Regions from separate parts of the Sus scrofa genome. Here region 1 is linked to region 2. A link is a contact called in public Hi-C data. All regions are on one chromosome and are shown on one strand. The core of a region is the stretch at or near the end of the contact, and the rest is flanking DNA. Distances in the headings are between cores, read along the strand shown.

Region 1 (4,785 bases), core at 1,878-4,377, 110 kb after region 2:
CCCATGACATGACTGGATTCCCAGTACCAAAGGAGGGGGGACAATATTTGCTGTGTTGACTAAAAATTAACCCCGTCTGCATGTTCCCTAACCCCGTCCCAGAGGGACCCGAGCACAGATTGCGACCGCCCCAGTCCAAACGCTGCCCTCCTCGCTGTCCACTCCCCCAGATTCCATGAGTCGAGGGTCAGGACACGGATGCCAGATCGGAGACATCTGACACACGTGTCCCACCCCATCCCCACCTCTGGTGGCCTGAGGGGTATTAATCCACAACTTTTTCTGGCTCCAAAGGCTGGGGCAGGGGGTCATGGGGGAGGGGAAAGCCTGGAGGTAGATGGGGGAGTCCTGCTCCTAGAGCAAAGAGGAGGCAGCTGGACCACAGCAGGGCCAAGGGAGGGGACCTGCCAAGTGACAGGCCTTCCCCGTCACCTGCTGAAGCTCGGCCCCAAGAAGAAAAGGTGGGAAGAAGCGCCTGACTGATCCCTTTTTGCCAAACTACGCCCCAGGAAAGAAGGCTCAAGCCTTGCTGTGTAGGAGGGAGAGTGGCCTATTGACAGTGGAAGGTTCAAGAGGACGGTGGGGAGAGAGAGACCAAGCCCTGGCCACCTGGTCTCACCAGAGCCCCTGCAGGGCTGCTCCACAACGCTAGGGGGTGACTTTGACACGGTGCAGTGTGGCCCAGGCCATGGCAGACAGCAGACAGTACTTCTGGGGTGACTGGGAGACAAGAGGGCATGGCCACAGCCCTGGGGAATCTAGTTTCTCCAAGGTCCCCCAGACCCCCCTTCCCCTCTTCTGATATCTGCCTGCACTGCGAGGGTGGGGGCCCAGGCAAAGAGAGAAGGGGCCCCATAACCCAAAGGGGACCTAAAGCCACCTGTGAGGCTAGTGTGCACGATGTCCACAGGACAATCACAAACCATCCATGCCATGCCCCCTCCCCTCAAAACTCCTAGGGGGACAGAGCTTTTTTCCACCACAGGATAGGGTGTTCCCACCCAGTCAGGGAAGAAAGGTTTCCCGAGACCCTCTGAGAGCTCTTCTGCCCCATGTTCAAGTTAGTGAGAGAGGAGGAGCCCACACCGGCCATCCTGATCAGGTGCCAGATGCCCGTTGGCTGGTGGAGGATGGAGACACAAAGGGAAAGTGGACCCGTGGCACCCGGAGCCCAAGGGCTCAGTCAGCCCTCACTTCCAGGCTGGTCTGGTATCAGAAACCCCCCTCTCCCATTGGCCCTGGCACCTCTGCCCCAGGATCAGTGACTCCCCCCACACACACTCCCGGACAACCCCCCCCCCAATGCACCAGCTTCCCAGATGTGCTGGGTGCCAGGCTGGCACTTCTCCTAGAACGTTTTCTGCTGACCCATCTCTCACTGCCCAGGGGCAGGAAGGGCAGAGAGGCCCAAGGCCCAGACCCCTGGGGTCCACCTCCTTCCTGTTTTCCCTGCATCCTGCTCTCCTCTGGCTCACAAGCTGCAGAGGATTGAGGAAGTGGAGCCGTCGGGGACCCGGGGCAGGAAGCTTGGGGCCGGAGTCCCAGCATCCGGACTGCAACAATGGGGGCTTCAAGCACCAGGAAAACAGACAGACACAGACAGAGGCACAGGGAAAGCACGACAGAGTCAGCGAGGCAACAAGAAACAGAGGCAGAGGTAGAGAAGGGCAGACAGAGAGATTCCAAAAGGAACAGAGCAAAGACAGGAACAAAGAAAGAGAAACGGGGACAGAGCCAGGAGGGGAAAACGCAACAGAAAGAGACCGATTAGGGCCCCAAACGGAAAAGGACCAAGATAGGGAACGATACTGATAACACGCAGGAGATGCTGAGGAGAGGAGAATTCGAGAACGTTACCAGTGAAACTAGAGGTTGAGAGACCAGCGGGAAAGAACAAAAGAATTCGAGAAAGAAGGAAAGAGACTGAAAAGAATTATAAGGGGAAACTGAAAGTCTGAGAAAGGGAAAAAGAGAAAAGTCTGAGTTTAGGGCAAAGGACCTTCTAAATCTCTTCCCCCCACCCCCCCGCGCCCAGCTCCCTGTCCCCTTAGGTTTCTGCAGCTCCAGGCTGGGAGCCAAGACTGGCTTCTCTTCTGCCACCTCGGTGGCACCCACCAGGAGAAAGGCACCAAGGCAGGAGGAGGTGCCCAGGTCTGGCGGAGAAACCCCTGTGTCCCACTACTCCCCAAAGAGCTAGGTGAGCTGGCCTGGGGCTTTGGGGGCAGGGCCATTCTGATGTCCCCTCGCCACCAAAGCCCCTCTAATTTGCATGTCCCCCTCCACCCCACCTCAATGTCAAAAGTCCAAGGCCTGGATTCTTAGACACCCCCCCACCCCCCGGGTTTCACCTGTGTTCAGGGTGAGTGGAGGTCCCTGGATCAGGAACAGAAAGCCCCCACTGCCACCGTCCCCATCCTCCAGGTATCTGGCTCTAGACTGCTCGCTTGCAGGCTGTGGGCTGGACCTGGTCATTTAATTCTCCACTCTTGGCACCAGCAGCCAGGACTACCATTGAGATATCCCTCTTCCCAAAGAGGCACCCTTGACATGGAGGGATGGGACAGAGTCCCCGTTAACGGTGGCAACAGGCTGCTTGGGACTTGATAGCAGTTTCCTTGGCTGACCCTGTCCCATGCCAGTTGGGCCCTGCCACGTTCCTGCCTTCTGGTCAACTCATAGGGGACTGTCAAGAGCCGTCCAGGCCAGCCCGAATGGGGAAGGGGCTTCTGAGAGGGGAGGACCCCAGGGAGGGCGTGCAAGGGCAGGGGCAGCTTACCAGAGGGCTGCAGGCTTTCCTGGATGGCCTCGATCTCTGCCAGCTCCATGCACAGGCCTTGCCCGTGCATCAGCGTGTGCAGGGGCTTCTCCACGCCCCGGGGCGGGTAGCACCGCAGGCCAGAGCCACAGCGGGGTGTATACACCCCGCAGGGCATCCCTTTGCCCAGGGCGCAAGTGGCGCAACAGCCGCAGCCCGGCTCTCGCACCAGCTCCTCGCAGCCCACGGGGGGGCGGCAGCGCGCCAGCTTCTCTTCGGAGCAGGGCGGGCAGTGGATGGCTTCGTCGCCCAGGCTCGGCCGGGGCCCGGAGGCCAACAGCAGCAGCGCGGCCACGAGGCACAGGGGCAGCATGACCGGGCGAGGACGGGACGCCGGCTGGCAGCAGGGGTCGCACGGCGACAGAGCCCGGCGCGCCTGGAGGGACCCGACCCGGAGGGCGCGGGGACACGGGGCTGGCCCGGCTGGCGGACAAGGATGGAGCCGAGGAAGTTAGCAAGCGGGCCGGAAGGGAGCGAGCCTGGCCGCGGGGGCGCTGCGCCGCATCCTCGGCCCGGCCCAGGCGGCGGGCGGTGGGGGGTGCAGGGGGCTGAGCGGCTGCCTGGGACCAGCTCCCCCGGACTTTATACCAGCCCCTGGCCACACCCCCAGCGCCTTCCCAGAGGTGGGGGAGGGGGCGGGGGGGAGAGGCGGCTGTTAGGGGGAGGGGGCGCTGTCCTAAGTCGCCGCCGCCGTTGCCGCCGCTACAACATCTGAAAGTCCTTTGCTGCCGCGGGAGGCAGCGGCTCAGTTTGGAAGGCTCGGCAGGCGCCCAGGGCGCTTCTGAGCCGGAGCCTGGGAGCGCAGCGAAGGGCGAGGGGAAACGAAGGGGCTGCTCCGTGGCCCCCGCCGGCGACCTTGCAGGCGTCTCCCCCGCCCCGCCCAGGCGGCCCGCCCTCCGCCTACGGAGAGCGCAGCCTCCTAGCCCCGACTCCAGCGGCCTGGGGGATTCGCTCTCCCCGGCCGGAGCCCCTTCCACCCCACTCCAGTGCTTCCCGTCTCAGCCACTGGAGATCAGGTCCGGTGAGGAGGGGGAAGAGGGGTCCAGAGAAGCCTGGTGGCCCTAAGAGCTTAATAGGCTCTCTGCCTTCTTGCCCCTTCCAACCTCCCCCTGCCCGCCGCCGTCTCCCCAGGACTCGCGTGAGCCCCTGGCCGCTCGGCCTTACCCAGGATGGCATCAACAGGACTCTCGCCCGGAGAGGGAAGTGCCAAGACGCTTCCTTCTTCCTGGACGTTTGCTTCTCCTGCCCAGACCCCCTCCCAGAGGAAAAGTGGCTAAGGAGATCGCCACTCTCAAGTGCAAGTTGTGCATTGCACAACTCCAGGGGGCACCACTTCTGTAGTCCTTGTAGATTTGTGTAGCCCTTGTGACAGTTTTCCAGCAGATGGCACTCAAGCGTTTGAGGAAGGGGTACTAATTCACCCTGTGTTGCCCGTGTCAAGGTTGGCTAGGCCCCCTGGGAGATGTCATTGGCGCCTGTATCCCCCACCTTTGGCCCCAGTCCTGCTGGGATTGGGAGGGGTTCTTGAGCAGCGTTTGGAGCAGGGATTCACCTCCTAGATGTCTCCCCAGGATTTAACCGCCCTCCCCCACAAAGATTTCTGCCACCCTGGAGCTGGTTTCAGGATAAGGGCGCCTGTCCAGGCATAATTGGTGACCCACTGTGGATTCTTTGGGCTTGACCTGGAAAGCAGCAGGGCAGCCACGCTAAAGTGCAGATCGGAGGCCCTCTTCCTGCCTCCTCTCCCAGGGCAGGGGTCTTTCAGTCTCCCAGGAACGGGGCCTTCTCCTACTTTCTGCCCGCTCCAGGTGAGAGGAGGAAGAGGGGCTGGAGGCTGGACCTGCGAGGAAGGAACCAAAAGTTGCGAACTGACGCCACCTACTGGCAGCCGTCAAGACTGCAGAAGAGTGGGAGGCTTGGGGCTGGGGACGAGACTCTGGGATTCTCTCCCGGCCATCTCACAGGCCAAC
Region 2 (4,496 bases), core at 452-2,951:
GCTGTGGGCATGACAAAAAAAAAGTGTTCTTGGTAATTATTAAGACTTTTAATAAGAAGGTCGCATGGTGGTGCAGCAGAAACAAACCTGACGAGTATCCATGAGCAAGCGGGTTTGATCCCTGGCCTTGCTCAGTGGGTCAAGGATCCGGCATTGCCGTGAGCTGTGGTGTAGGTCACAGACGACGCAGCTCGGATCCTGAGTTGCTATGGCTGTGGCTGTGGTGTAGGCTGGAAGCTGCAGCTCTGATTCACCCCCTAGCCTGGGAACTTCCATATGCTGCGGGTGCGGCCCTAAAAAGCAAAAAAAAAAAAAAAAAAAAAAAGACTTTTAATAAATGATAGCTTAAAAAAAAAAAAAAGCCACTAACTACAAGGAAACCAAATTCATTTCCTTCCCCATACATTTTTATAAATCGAGCTGGAGCAGCTTTGAGATTAGTCTCCCCTGCCCACCCATTATGCAGATGAGTCAACTGAGGCCCTGAGAGGGAAAGGACTTGCCTGAGGTCTCTCACGAGCTCTTGGCACTGCGAAACTCGAACCTGGGTTCCCAAGCCCCAGAGCTCTTCCCCCCACCCTCCTATTCTCACTCACACATCCCTACGCATCCACCCTGGCACACACCAGCCTCCTCCCAGACTGCCTAGCTCTTCTCTGGCAGGTCCCATCCCTCTTGTCCTGTGGCCAGGTCCCCTCTCCCCTCCGGTAGTGCCCACCTTTGCCACAAGATCAGGGAGAACAAAATGCAAAAGACATACGGCAGCAAGTCCAAAAGAAATCAGGCAACTGTTCTTTCTAAGAAAGGACCTTCTCCACAGGGAACTACATCCATTCTCTTGGGATAGACCATGACGGAAGACGGAAGAAGAGGAATGTTGTACAACTATAGATGTGATAAAATTCATTCAGTAATTTAAAAAATATAAATCAAAAAAAAAATTTTTAAGAAAAAAAAAAAAGGAATATATAGGAGTTCCCGTCATGGCTCAGCAGAAACAAATCTGACTAGTATCCATGAGGACGTGGGTTCGATCCCTGGCATTGCTCAGTGGGTTAAGGATCCGGCATTGCCGTGAGCTGTGGTGTAGGTCGCAGACGTGGCTTGGATCTGGCGTGGCTGTGGCTGTGGCTGTGGCCAGCAGCTGTAGCTCTGATTAGACCTCTAGCCTGGGAATTTCCATATGCCACGGTGCAGCCTTAAAAAAAAAAAAAGAGAAAAGGAATGTGTGTGTGTGTGTATATATATGTGACTGGGTTGCTTTGCTGTACAACAAATAATTTGCACAACATTGTAAATCAACTATACTTTAATTCTAAAAATGCAAAAAAAAAAGCAAGAAAGGGCTTTCTCTGGGAGTTGGGGTCGCAGTTGCATTTCTATATTGAGAGGGAACTGTTGGAGGGAGAGGAAGCTGGCCTCTGCGGTGGGGGTTAAGGCAGATGAGATGGGGAGAGGGAAGGAATTCTGAGTGATGAGCAGAAGGCAGGGGGAAGGAGGGCCAGGGTGGTCTAAGGATGAGAGGGATTGAACCTGCATCCTCAGGGACACACTACGTCAGGGTCTTAACCCGCTGAGCCACAACAGGGACTTCAACATAGCCTTGTTTTTGTCTGTAGTTCACCCATCCCCGGGGAATCCACTGGCTGGGCTGCTCTATGCGTCACAATGACCACTACACAGCGTGAACTCCAGGTTCTCATCGTTGAATAAATAAACATTTCCCTGCAGGGCAGGGTGCCCGCGGGCTTAGCCTGGGGCTGCCGGCCCCATTCCCTCTCAGGCAGTAGGTCTCAAGGTCAGACAGTAGGAGGGCAAGAGGGCAGGAGAGGAAACAGGACTGGTCCCAGGATCCTCCCGGTGCCAAGGTCAGTGCTTGCTCGGGACAGAAGAGTTGATCATTGGTCTGAGTAAATACCTGACACTGTGAAGTTCTGCAGATGCTGCGGATGAAATGTCCCCAACCTCTTTCCCAATGTTTAAAAAGAGGCCTGGGAACGCGGGCACATTTATCTTGTATGGTTTACGCAAAAGGCACTCGGTGCCGAGCCTCAACCTGATCACATGCAAAGCCCAAGGCGTGCGTTCTTCTCCCCGGACTAGGGGGACTTGGGGGGCATAGCCAAAGCCCAGGGGTCAAGCCAGGCACCAGAAGCCACCCACAGGGGCACCAACTCTGCCTCCAACCCCTCCTCCCCAGCAGCCTACTCCCTGAACACCGCCGGCTCACCCGCACCGACCCCTCTTTCCACCGCACACCTGCTCAGCTCACCTCCACTTCAGAGATGCTCACCTGCCCAGTGAGCAAGCTCGGGAGTCCAGGGAAAAGGGAGTGGGAGAAGGATGGAAGGCTCTGGGCGGATGGATACATCCCTCGGCCGGCCCCTCCCAGAACAAGACACAGACCTGGACCCTCCCCCCTGGGGATCCTCCAATCCCGTCAAAGGCAGAACTTGGGCTTTCGTCCAAGAAGTACACCTGTTTGGGCCCCACCCCACCCAGGCCCGCATAGCCTTGGGGAGACCCTGGGCTACTTGGAGCTTGTGAGCTTTCACTGCTGGGAGAGTCAGACAGAGCCGGGTGATAGCAGGGGAGCGGGGGGGCGGGGGGGACGAGGAGTGGAGGGTGATGGAAGGGATGCAGGAAACAGAGCCTCAGAGAACAGAACCTCAAAGAAGGCGGGGCGAGGGGAGGGGCTGTATTAAGTTCGAAGTGGGGACGGGCTTATGGGTACCCAGTGCCTATGATGTGCCAGGACTGTGCTAGATACACCACCTCCTGCTGAATTCTGTGACAGCAGGTGAGGAAACTGAGGTTCAGAGAGCTTGTGTAACTCACCTGCGGTAACACAGCTAGCAAGAATAACTACAGCTTCCTTAGGATGTTATCATGTGCTACACACTGTACTAAGCATCGTATCTTATGCCATTTAATTCTCACAATATCCCTACTAGAATCCTATTTTATTTTATTTTTATTATTATTGTTTTTTTTTAATGGCTGCACCCGGAGCATACAGAGGTTCCCAGGCCAGGGGTTAAATCCGAGCCACAACTGTGACTTACACTGCCGCTGAGGTAACACCGGATCCTCTAACCTACTGTTCCGGGCCAGGGATTGAACCTGTGCCTTTGCAGCCACCGGAGCCACTGCAGCCAGATTCTTAACCCACTATACCACAGCGGCAACTCCTAGAGTCCCATTTAGAAAATAGGCAGTTGATGGAGTTCCCATCGTGGCACCATGGAAAAAAATCCGACTAGGAAACATGTGGTTGTGGGTTCGATCCCTGGCCTCACTCAGTAGGTTAAGGATCCAGTGTTGCTGTGAGCTGTGGTGTAGGTTGAAGACATGGCTCAGATTTGGTGTGGCTGTGGCTGTGGCTGTGGCTGTGGCGTAGGCCAGCAGCTGTAGGTCCGATTCGACCCCTAGCCTGGGAACCTCCATGTGCTGCGGATGCAGTTCTAAAAAGACAGAAAAAAAAAAAAAAAAAAGAAAGGAAGGAAGGAAGGAAGAAAAATAGAAAATAGGCAATTGAGACTCAGAGGGGTTAAGGAAGTCTGTCGAAGTCACACTGCTACCCTGATTTCGGGCAGTTCCAGCTGGCTTTCAAAGCCCACACTCTGGCCACTCCTTTACGGGGCCAAAGAAATAACTCTTTATTCACGACCAAAAATGTATGGAGCCCCTCCTTTGTGCCAGCCATTGTGCTAGGTACAGCCACTGTTCCCAAACCCCCTGGACGACGAGCTCTGACTTAGGAAGAAGGAAAAGCAAATAACAAAGACAGAGCCTCACCGGCCCAGGGGGATGTGACCCCCACACTAGGCAGCAGCCCTGCTCTCCCCACAGGCTTCCTGCACAGGTCCGCCCTGTGGGGTTTTATGCTTGGGAGCTGATTGTCCCGGCTCTGCCATAGGCAGAGTGGGTAACACGGGCAGGTCAGCTCCCCTCTCTGGGCCTCGTCCTCCTTAGCCGTGAGATGAGGGCGCTGGATTCTATAATCTCCACCATCGCCTCCAGCTCCCAAGCGCTGCCAGGTACCTTGTCTGGGTGGGGTCAGCCAGACGGGGCTCTGGGCACGTCATCGGCGTCCTTGCTGCCTGGAAGAGGCCCAGAGTGAGTGGGTGAGGGGCTGAGGAAGCTGCCCCACCCCCAGCTGTGGTTTCTGGTGGGGCCACCGTGGCAGCAGGTGAAGGGAAGTGCTTGTCACCCAGGCAGTAAAACAAAAGCCTCCCTGGGGCACTGTGGAAGGAGGCAGCCAAGGCGCCAAAAATAAAACACACCTTTCCTTTGATAGACCCCAGCAGCTGCCTGGGGCCTGGCCTGGGGGTGGTGAGGAGAGAGCTCAGATTTCATGCCCAGCCCCCCTCCACCACCACCCACCACACCCACACCCACTCTCACACACACACACACACACACACACACACACACAGCATAGTCACACATATACACACCCCGAGCAGTCACACGGGGCCTGTGCTCAGAAGGGC

The links. A called contact is a pair of places that touch in the nucleus more often than the background predicts.
Region 1: a contact with region 2 is called in a Hi-C map of liver, with 6 times the contacts expected there. The contact joins the promoter of IGFBP4 here to the enhancer-like site in region 2. A contact is called at or near these places in 4 of 5 promoter capture datasets (fetal liver, fetal skeletal muscle and liver), 22 of 47 Hi-C or Micro-C datasets (adipose tissue, alveolar macrophages, blood and 10 more) and 1 of 2 datasets of contacts at active chromatin or transcription factors (skeletal muscle).

What each region holds. Positions count from the first base shown.
Region 1 is chr12:21,976,916-21,981,700 of Sscrofa11.1, forward strand. IGFBP4 (insulin like growth factor binding protein 4) reads right to left here and starts at 3,128. Exons shown (of 4, transcript NM_001123129.1): 1 at 2,777-3,128. The coding sequence starts at 3,128.
Region 2 is chr12:21,871,575-21,876,070 of Sscrofa11.1, forward strand. No RefSeq gene overlaps it. Among named protein-coding and RNA genes, the nearest start is that of CCR7, 17 kb to the left of the region's middle. Within about 2 kb of position 1,702, at least 18 of the 83 cell types and tissues checked have an H3K27ac peak or open chromatin away from gene starts, as enhancers often do. A contact at or near this core is called in adipose tissue, fetal liver and liver, where this site is marked.